2 separate regions of the Pan troglodytes genome follow, and region 2 is linked to region 1. A link is a contact called in public HiChIP or PLAC-seq data. All regions are on one chromosome and are shown on one strand. The core of a region is the stretch at or near the end of the contact, and the rest is flanking DNA. Distances in the headings are between cores, read along the strand shown. Region 1 holds the start of RPS4Y2 (ribosomal protein S4 Y-linked 2). Region 2 holds the start of EIF1AY (eukaryotic translation initiation factor 1A Y-linked).

The links. HiChIP or PLAC-seq counts read pairs in DNA pulled down with a chosen protein or histone mark.
Region 2: an H3K4me3 HiChIP or PLAC-seq map of stem cell-derived excitatory neurons shows a contact between it and region 1, with 2.3 times the contacts expected there. The contact joins the promoter of EIF1AY here to the promoter of RPS4Y2 in region 1. A contact is called at or near these places in 1 of 7 Hi-C or Micro-C datasets (stem cell-derived neural progenitor cells) and 1 of 1 datasets of contacts at active chromatin or transcription factors (stem cell-derived excitatory neurons).

Annotation. Positions count from the first base shown.
Region 1 is chrY:24,637,930-24,643,313 of NHGRI_mPanTro3-v2.0_pri, reverse strand. It overlaps RPS4Y2 (ribosomal protein S4 Y-linked 2), which reads left to right and starts at 3,689. Exons shown (of 7, transcript NM_001009024.2): 1 at 3,689-3,818; 2 at 4,430-4,507. The coding sequence starts at 3,816.
Region 2 is chrY:24,815,718-24,821,230 of NHGRI_mPanTro3-v2.0_pri, reverse strand. It overlaps EIF1AY (eukaryotic translation initiation factor 1A Y-linked), which reads left to right and starts at 1,651. Exons shown (of 7, transcript NM_001008977.1): 1 at 1,651-1,763; 2 at 5,454-5,513. The coding sequence starts at 1,748.

The DNA.
Region 1 (5,384 bases), core at 2,440-4,939:
GACCAGCCTGGCCAAAATGGTGAAACCCCCTCTCTACTGAAAATACAAAATTGAGCTGGGTGTCATGTTGCATGCCTGTAGTCCCAGCCACTCTGGAGGCTGAGGCAGGAGAATCGCTTGAACTTGGGATGAGGAAGTTGCAGTGAGGAGCAATCACACCACTGCACTCCAACCTGGATGACACCGCCAGTTTCCACCAAAAAAAAAAAAAAAAAAAAAAAAAAGCATGCACATACACACACTTTAACTGTGAGTTTCTCCCTGGTGCAATTTTTGCTCAGCTGCACTGTCTGAAATTTTCCTGTTCAGAAACACAATGAATGGAGTTTTAAAGACCGAACCTCACATGGACAGGAATTTTTACCTACCATTTTGCATGGAAAAATTACCTACTCGTTCAGTCCGCTCCCGAGGGAAGCGCCTCTGCTTCCCTTTTCTCTGTGCTTCAAGTGTTTAGAAGCCCAATCCAGCTGGAGGGTGGTGCGCCATCACTCAGGCACCGATCTAGTTACAACTTGACTGCCCTATGTCCTCACCTGGGCACTGAGCAGGTCTTAACCCGCAGATGGAGCACACACTTACCTAGGCAGCCAAGCAGCGGCAGCACCCAGGATGCGCTGAGGTGGCCGGGAGGTCCGGGGGAACCAGGGCCTCAGGCTGACAGCAGGGCAGCAGTTGTGGGAGGCTCAGGGCCAGGCAGAGCTGCCACTGTCCAGTGGCTGAAGTGGTGCGCCATCACTCAGGCACCGATCTAGTTACAACTCGACTGCCCTATGTCCTCACCTGGGCACTGAGCAGGTCTTAACCCGCAGATGGAGCACACACTTACCTAGGCAGCCAAGCAGCGGCAGCACCCAGGATGCGCTGAGGTGGCTGGGAGGTCCGGGGGAACCAGGGCCTCAGGCTGACAGCAGGGCAGCAGTTGTGGGAGGCTCAGGGCCAGGCAGAGCTGCCACTGTCCAGTGGCTGAAACATCAGCACGAACTGCCTGGCTGCCTCCCAGAGGGGCAGCAGAAGGTCGCCAGTTTTTGGGAGGCCACAGACGGGCAGCTCTGTAACCACCCAACAGGTTCATCTTGCCAGCTGCCTAGAGAGAGCTGATTTATCAAGACAGGGGAATTGCAATGGAGAAAGAGTAATCCATGCAGTGTCAGCTGTGCAGGAAATCTTGTTATTACTCAAATGGGTCTCCCCTAGCACTTGTGGATTGGAGTTTAACAAGGATAATTTTGCACGTAAGGGCTCTCCTCATGCCTACATATGTATTTGACTAACAGCCTTCTGAAAATGATTCAATCAGAAAAGCCCATTTTAGTCAGAGAGCACTATTCAGCACTGTTATATCTGGAGGAGCAAATGCTTTTTTGGGGGAGAATAATAAAAAAGGAAAATGATGGGGAAAAGAATGGAAAAGTGAGTTGTCTGCCGCAGAGAGTGGAAGAAACCAGTCCAGTTAAGGTTAAGGGCTCTCCGAGAGCTGTCCAGGACTGGAACTGAAATTGATAGTGCTCTGATGAGGGTAAGAACACCAGAGCTCTTGTCTCACATTGAATTAGATAAAACAACAGGACACAGGTGGAGTTGTTTTAAGGAGCAGAGAGTTTAATAGGCAAGAAACAAGGAAGAACAAAGAAGGAAGAAGCTCCCCTGTACAGACACAGAGGGAGGGAGGACTCCAAAGCCAAGAGATGGAACCCAAGTGGGGAGGAAACAAGCCAGGTATACGTAGAGGCTGGAGGAGGCGGTGTCTGATTTGCACAGGGCACAGTGGATTGGTTTGACAAGGCATGTCATTCACTTAGCGCACGAAAAAGCCGGCCCAACTACTCTAGTCTTTTAATATGCAAACGAAGGACGCCATGATGTTCTACACACGTGGGGATATGTGGGGGTGGCCATGTTGCCAGGAACATGTAGGGGAAGGGCAAGAGGGCACAGGAATCGCCATGTTTGGGTGGACCCAGTTTCTAATGGACTACATTTGCATATCAAAGGTTGCCAGCCAAGCCCTAAGAGCCAAAGCTCTAAGAGCCCAGGCTTTCCTTCTAGACAAGAAACATTTCTAGAGCAGCTTTAATAGAAATGAAAACTTTTCCTCTCTATTTGCCTAAAATAATTTCTTAATAACTCCTACCACAAAAGCAGCAAAGGGACCTAAGAAATGGCAAAAGGAGTCTAGGAGTCTCAGAATAGAAGAGGTGAATACTAGTATAGAGCAAACAGTGTGGAGTTCAGATCTATTCCAGCCTGCTGTCTTGCTAGCTGGCACATACACTGCCTATAGACTTGAATCAAGGAATTGAATGCAAAGACAAACAAAACATAACAACAAAAACATTTTAGGCACTGTTACGCGCTTACAAATTGGTAAAAATGGTCGATATTACTGTGTTGTGTTCTATCTACAGTTAAAGGAAAAAGAAAAGAAAAGCTGGAGGCCAGGCTTGGTGGCTCATGCCTGTAATCCCAGCACTTTGGGACGCAGAGTCGGTGGTTCATGAAGTCAGGAGTCTGATACAAGCTTGGCCAACACAGTGAAACCCTGTCTATACTAAAAGTACAAAAAAAACAGCCAGGCCTGGTGGCGGGCGCCTGTAATCCCAGCGACTCAGGAGGCTGAGGCAGGAGAATGGCTTTAAGCCAGGAGGTGTAGGTTGCAGTGAGCCGAGATCGCGCCATTGCATTCCAGCCCCGGCGACAGTGCCAGACTCCGTCTGAAAAAATAAATAAATAAAAATAAAAATTCCGTAAAGTGCTGGCAGGTGCCTGTGGGTCTCAGCACTGTGGGAGGCTGAGGTGGGAGGAACACTCAACCCCCGGAAAGTCGAGGCTGCCGGGACCTGAGATGGGGCCCCTGCCCTCCACCCGGTGCGACAGAGCCAGACCCTGCCACATTCAAAAACACAATAAAAGAAGGAAAGAAAAGGAAAAGAAAAAGAAAAAGAAAAGAAATACCTAGAAAATAACACAAGGAAATTTTTGATGGTGATGGAGATGTTTATTACCTCGATTGTGATGATGGTTCCGTGGGTTTACGCCTATGTCCGAACTCGTCAAATGGTACAGATTAAGTAAGTCCATTTGGCTGATTGTGTTTTGTATAGCAATTCCACCTCAATAAAGCTGTGACATCACACACACGCGAGCGTGGTACAACTTACATAGCCGAGTTCACCTTTTTAAAAGCGAATTGTTTTGGAGGTTTTAGGGACATGCACAGAGTTGTGCAACCATCACCTCAAGTTAATGCAAAACAAGGTATTGAACTTACAATTCACGTCCCATAAAACCTACCCTTTCAAAGTTGACAATACAGACGATTTTAATACATTCTCAAACCTGTGAAATTGGCCCTAATTCAGAAAAACGAATTGTTTCTTAAATCATGATTTTACAATACAACATGTCACAGTCACAAGGAATCATATAGGTTATTTCTTAACGATTGGCTTTTTTTTTTTTTTTAAGGCGGCTAAATCCTGCTCCTTCAGAGCTTCTGTTAAATATTTTTTAAGTTGGCGAAAGATAATTTTTAGAGTGTAAACTGCGTCCTCCCAGCTTAGCCGACCTGAGGGGAGGAAGCACAACAAAAAGTCCCGTGGCATAACTGACACCTATGAATCAGTATCAGAAACTGAAAATGCTAAGAAACTCAGTTCCGAGCTGTGACCTCCACAACGGAAAAATAATAGGTTGGTTACCCGAGGCGGAATCCGGAACTGAAATTCTCACTCATTTGACTTCCCGCTGTTTATGACCGCAGAATACGGTTGCACCGGAAAAGGAGAGGTTCTCTTCCGTCGCGGGATTTCGCCATGGTAAGACGTCTGCGTCCTAGCTCCGGACTTATCTGCCTCCATCCTTTGAAGAAGGGCCTTCCATCTTGGCAAGCTTTTACTTTTCGGGTACCGCTGCTTGGCGGGTGGGAATGCTGCTGGTGCTGCTTCAGGAAACCCGATTTGGAGAGCGGAGGTCTGAGAAGAGTGCGGCTGGGGGTTCCGGGCTGGCCCTTGTGCTCGGCCTGGGCGCCGGTGGTGCTGTTGGCACGTGAGTCTTGTTAGGAATAAGCTTCCTCGGCTAACCTTACAAGTCCACCCTTGACTCCGCAGCCCAACACTGGCTTTTTACGCGGGTTAGCTTATATCCATACGTTGAAGCAGTCTCAGATTCGTTTGGAGAGCACTGTGGACGCTGTCTTTACAGACGCCAGAGAGACTCGTGAGGTTGTCAAAGGTCTGGGAGTTTTGCGGGGTTTGTTCTGGGGTCTGGCAGGAAGTAATATTTGCTCAAAACTGGGCGTGAAATAGCCTGGACTGTCCTTTCTCCTCCGATCCGGTATTACCCGTTAGCAGTTGTTACAGCTGAAGATAAAGACATTTTACTGTTAACTGAGACGAGTTTCTCTGAAAAAGTCTGGTGTCCTTTTCAGGCCCGGGGCCCCAAGAAGCACTTGAAGCGTGTTGCAGCGCCGAAGCATTGGATGCTGGATAAACTAACTGGTGTATTTGTGAGTATAACTGTCTTTGCTTTTTACTCAAAAGTGCATGCTGTGTACCTGTGGCTTGCTATTTCGTGGGAACACTGTTTGCTTATGTGAGATTTTCGTTGGTGAAGACTTGCCGCACACGGAACTTGTCCTTGCACTGTAATGAAAAGGTCCCTGAGAAAAAAGTTAGGACATCCTGTTTGGAAACAGCGGGTCGAACAGCTCTCTGACCTCAACTTTGAGCACTATTGTGGTCCATAATGTCGCTGAGAACCTGGGCTTGCCATCTTTTAGTAACTATTGAGAACCTAATACGTGCCAGGTGTTGTTATGTGGGCCCACCCTTAAGGATGTGTCCGGGTACAAAATGGTTGGACAACAAAATCTATCCCTCTTTCTTGTTGAAGCTTACATCCTGCTGGGAGGAGAGGGAAGTTACAGTATGTTCCCAGGTGCTGAAGGCTGGGGGGAGAAAAAAATAGGGCCGTGGGAAGGATGAATGGGGTTTTGAGCACTGCAGTTTTAAAGAGTGTGAAATGAAGAAGCCTCTTACAGAAGAATAGAAAGACATAAGTGAGTGAACTATTGGACATGTTTGGGGTTTTTTTTTTTTTTTTTTTTTTGAGACTGAGTCTTGGCTTGTCACCAGGCTGGAGTGCTGTGGCATGATCTTAGCTCACTGCAACCTCTGCCTCCGGGTTCAAGCGATTCTCATGCCTCAGCCTCCCCAGTAGCTGGAATCTTTTAGTCACCACGCCGATCTGAATTTTGTATTTTTAGTAGATACCAAGTTTCACCCTGTTGGCCAAGATATTCTCAATTTCCTGACCTTCTGATCCACCCGCTGGTGGCCAGTCCCACAGTGCTGGGATTATAAGCGTTAGCCATGGCGCCCCTC
Region 2 (5,513 bases), core at 402-2,901, 180 kb before region 1:
TTTGTAATCTCTTGGTTGATTTTCTACAATGTACATTAAATTCATATTTCATATTTTTAACAGTAAAACTGATTTCATTCTCTACTGTCTTTGTGGAGAGGACTTCTGGGTTCAGAGAAAATTTTATTTTTAATGTTATGGCTTCATCACTAGGCTTTTAAAAACAAAACCATGAAGACTTAAATTCCTTAAAACCAGTAGTGATGATCAGGGTACTACCACTTACCTTGCAGAAAAAAAGAAAGAAAAAAAAGGATTAGGAGGATACTACACTATGTATATGATGGCCAATTATATGCCCAACAAGTAAGATAATTTAGAATAAATGAACAAAGTCCTGATACATACATACTATTTACCTTGAAGAAAGAAAGGGAAAAAAAAGGATTAGGAAGATACTATACTTTGTATATGATGGCCAATTATACGCCCAACAAGTTTTATAATTTAGAATAAATGAACAAATTTCTGATACATACAAACTACCAGAAATGACTTGGGAATAAATACGACACGAATTCATAATCTAAACTAAGGCCTAGGACCATTTAAAGAATTTACATCAATCCTCGAATGTGTCCAAAAACACAGAAGAAAAAGGGACACTACACAATTCATTCTGTGAAGCCGGGATTATATTGATCCTAAAGTCAAAGTCATCACACGATACAAGCCAATATATCTTAAAACAGATGCTAAGATTCTAAACATAATAGTACACACACAACAAATCCAGTAAATTAAATGATTGTATATCATAATCAAATGGAATTTGTCTTGAAATAATTTGACCACCACAGCCAGTCCATTTGAGACATTCGGTTAAGCCATGATTTATTATAAGATTCAGATGCTTAGTCTCACTCCTTCCTATGTATATTTACTTTCCATTTCCTGTATATATTTACTGTCTACTTTTTGTCAGTATTCCGCTGGGTGCTAGCAATTGTAAGCAACAGATGCGGCCTCCGTACTTACATGCTTTACTGTGAGGTGGTGAGGTAGAGAAGATAAGACTGAAAAAAATAGGCCGGGCGCGGTGTCTCACTACTGCAATCCCAGGAATTTGGGCGGCAGAGGCGGGCGGATCACTAGGTCAGGGGTTTGAGAGCCTGGCCAACATGGTGAAACCCCATCTCTACTAAAAATACAAAAATTAGACGGGCAGATCGGGGCCCTGCACTCCAGCATGGGCAACAAGAGCGAAACTTCGTTGTCAAAAAAAAAAAGAAAGAGAGAGAGAGAAAAGTAATAAACATTCTGAACATAGAGGGCCTTGTCCTAAGCCAGTCCTCCAAATTCACTGTATAAGAGTAAGGGCTCTCTTAAAATTTAGGCGTTTACAGTTAAATGACCCACGAACTTCTGAAACTGGAAGATCGTTTTTTAGCAAAGGAGAATACTCCAGGGCCCCGCCCATTTCATCCTTGACTCCACCTTCTCCATGCTGAGTCCCGCCCCGCTTCCTGTTTATTCATCCTGCACCAAACTCTCCGGTATCCTGATGGAGTCTACTAGGTGTCAGTCATTTGGCCATGCCTCAGCCGAAGAGAGGCGGGGAAAAGTATCGTAATCAGCTGCGTCGCCTTTTGCTGACGCCAGAGAGCGCGCGTCAGCAGTTTATCAGAGAGCGCTGTAGCCAGCCTCTTCTGCGCACCCACCTGCTGCATCTTAGTTCAGCCGGCTCTTAGAGTAGTAACCGCCAGAAAGGAGTCGGAAGAGGTCTCACGAGGCTGTCATCACCGCCATGCCCAAGAATAAAGGTACTGCTGTAAGCCTCTGGGACTATACCTCGGCTTGCTCTGCCAGTAACCCCGACGCCTGTTCCAGGCCGCAGTGACTGTTCTAACGGCGGTACTGGGCACTGCGACCCCAGCACTGTGTTCGGGAAAGGAGCTGGGAATGCCCGATTTGGTCACATTGGGGTGGGACAGACGCCATTTTTATGGGGCCTCCTTCGGAAGATAGCGGGCTTTTGCTGCTGATTTCACGCCAGACGGAAAGCGTATAGGTAGGGACGGTTGAGGGACCTTAACCGGACGGCCTGGCTTTCCAGAATAGGCACCTGCAAACACTTCCCTGCTACTTTCCTGGAAGCGGTTCTTAACTTTGAAGACTTACCTATCTGGACAGTTAAAAGTATTGCTAAGGATACTCCCTTTTCCTTGTTAAACAGTGGGGAAGCCTTGAAGCATGTTTAGGTTCATTTCTGGCGTTTTACTCTACCCCATCCCTTTATAGAGTGTAACATTCTTTTGCAGAAGATTTGTTACATATTTAGGCAGGTTTTCAACTTCCGTATCCGATAAATATTGTGGGAGTAAAGATATCAACGTTCCCTTCATTCTGAGGCTAAACTTTCACACGAAACTTAGACTTGAAAATAAGTTTACTCACAGCTTCTAAAGTAGGAGGTCTAACCTCGGTAGAACGCTTTCTCAGTCATTTCTGAAAGAAATTCTCGTTTTTATACACCTGAGGTAATCTCTCACTTTTAATGCCCTTGTAATTGCTTGAAGAAAACTGTAGGTGGAAACAAAATATTATTTTCCACAGGAGGGGACCATGTTTTATAGTCCACAAAAACTCTGTTTAGATTATTCCTTCCTGGGATCCAGACCAATTTGTCTTCTTTTTACTTGCCTGTTGGCAGCATGGAATCTGTTTCATTTTCTCTTTTTAGCTGTCACGACACACAGCTCTTGAGGTACTTGGTGACAGTACAGTGCAGTGTTTTCTGGGCATTACTCTTTGCTCTCCCGAAAACCCACTAACGGGTTGTGTGTATAATAAGGTTTTATTTTATTTTATTTTATTTTACTGCAAAATTATTGGAGGATAAAGTGTATTCTGGGAGAAGTCTAATTAGAAAGAGTTAGCAAAGGCTTATGCTTTTTCACTAACATTTTCTCAGATGGTACTGAACAACTTAAGTAGGTATCTTGTTCTCACCTTTATTTCTAGTGATGAGATTCCCAGTTCTCTAAGCAATCAGCTCTAAAGATCAGAGTATCTCCCTTTGCAAAATGTCCATTAAATCTTTGCTGATGTTATTATCCCTGTACCTGACTCTATCCTTAAATAGTAAAGCTTCCTTTATTCTTGTAGGGTAGAACTTTTAAACTGAGTGATGCCTAAAAATGTTCTCAATAAAGAGAGTATCTCCAAAACACATCGGATTTGTTTAAAGAGGAGGTGTGGATTTTTTGATCTTAGAAAGGAAACGAGATAAAATATTAAACGACTTTAATTTTTGTATGTTCATGCCTAGCCTCATTCCTCTAAAATATAATTTAAAGTGGATTCTGTTACATGGTATCACAATAGAAGGGGAATGATCAGGGTTTGGTTAATTCTGGTAAATTGTAAACAATTTTTTTTTAATCATATGTGCCTCAGAAGGCACACAAAAGAAGTATAGTGGCCGGGCGCGGTGGCTCACGCGTGTAATCCCAGCACCTTGGGAGGCCAAGGCGGGTGGATCACGAGGTCAGGAGATCGTGACCATCCAGGCTAACATGGTGAAACCCCCTCTTTACTAAAAATACAAAAAAAATTAGCCGGGCGTGGGGAGGCTGAGGCAGGAGAATGGCGTGAACCCGGGAGGCGGAGCTTGCAGTGAGCCCAGACCGCGCCACTGCACTCCAGCCTAGGCGACTGAGCAAGACTACGTCTCAAAAAAAAAAAAAAAAAAAAAAAAAAAAAAGTACAGTAATACAGTGAACTCCTAGAAATCCATACCTCTAGGAATTATAACCTAGATTCATTAAAGTCCTCTGTTACCCTTCCCAAATTTATTTTTCTTAGGATAATACCCATCCTGAATTGAATGTTTTTATTATTGTGTAAAATTAGTGTTATCTTCTGGGCTACTTACTTGAGGGATACTTTTGAAGACCCCTAAATATTATGAGATGAGACTTGCTAATGTAGAAATAAAACTTGCTCATTTGGTTTTCTGTGTCTTTTTTGTTGTTGTTTTCTTCGTTTGAAAATCCAGATGCCTGTCAATATTGTCGTGGTGAGGTTTATCCAAATAAACATGTAAATGAGCATGGGCCATATGTGGAATTACTTTTTCTTTGCATGCATTAAGCTGGTATTCTACAAAAATCTTAGAAACCCATCCTCACATCAGGAAAAGGGCATCCTTTGGCCTATACTTGTGAAGAGCTAGAGTAAGGTGCTCCCCACCTTTGAGATTGCTAAAGTTGTCATTCTTTTGGAAATTTATGAGCTAATCATCATTTAGTCATTTGAAAAGCTGCCAAACTTTTGTAAAACCCAGTAAGGAAAGCAGGTATGATCTTTGTCCTGACGCAGCTAAGTTCAGGCACGATTAATTGCTCGAAATATAGAATGTGTTTTCCTTTGTAGAAATTTAGTTTTGGCATGCCCTAAGAATGCATCAGAATCTGGATAAATCACAGAGTTCTGGAAGCCCAATTGTCTTCTATAGTGGCACAGAACAATGTGAGACTGCCCCAGAGGTAGTGGGTGAATTCAAGAAGTTAGATGTCTGGCTTTACGGTGGCCAGGTATATGTTTTATTCTATTTGCAGTGTTACCATTTTTATTCAAATTCTTCAATCGATCCCTTAATATTACTGTAATTTGTAGCCTTTCTCCCTCCTTTTGGAAACGGCCGCTACTTTGGTTTACGTTCTCTAATGGGGATACAATGTTATGGAGAAGTACCCCAGTCCCTTGATAATTCAATAGAAAATATCACAAGGAAATACTCTGGATGTGTTTAGTAATAAGCAAAAACTTAAAAATAGAGTGAAACATGATGGCAGTTGAAACAGTTATCAAAAGTCTAAGGAAGTGTGTATGTAAACTTTAAACTAGAAATTATATTTCTATTCATTTATCTTGTGAAATTTGTTTGTAGAATAATATTCAATGCAGCATTATATAATAAAATTAAAACACTGGAAGAAATTAAATTATTAAGTATACTTTAACCATTAAAATGTTGGTCCAGATCTGCAGTTATTGAAATGAAAATGAATATTCAGGACAAATAATTTAGTGTAGTTAAAATATGCTATAGAAGAAAATGAATGAAGTCCTGTTTTTATTTGGAAAGCGTGAACAAAATATTCATAATAGTTATCTTTGGGTGATAAAATGTTTCTATTATATAGTTTCATATAAGATGTATTCTTACTTCAGAAGTATCCAAACAAATGTCCAAGAAGGATAGTATTGATATATATCGGGTAAAAGACTTAAAGAGAACCTTTGACAGGTCCTGTTAATGAGGTAATGTTAATGTTGTAATGTAAATAAATTTAAACACATTTATTATGTGTTTAAATGATATATTTTTAATTTTCCTGCAAGTGGTTTCAAAAACACACTTCAAAAGCTTTATTTTGTTTTATAGTTTAGTTTATATGATATTATGTAGAATTTTACATTAATTTTTTATCTACTCTTTTAATTAGGTAAAGGAGGTAAAAACAGGCGCAGGGGTAAAAATGAGAATGAATCTGAAAAAAGAGAGT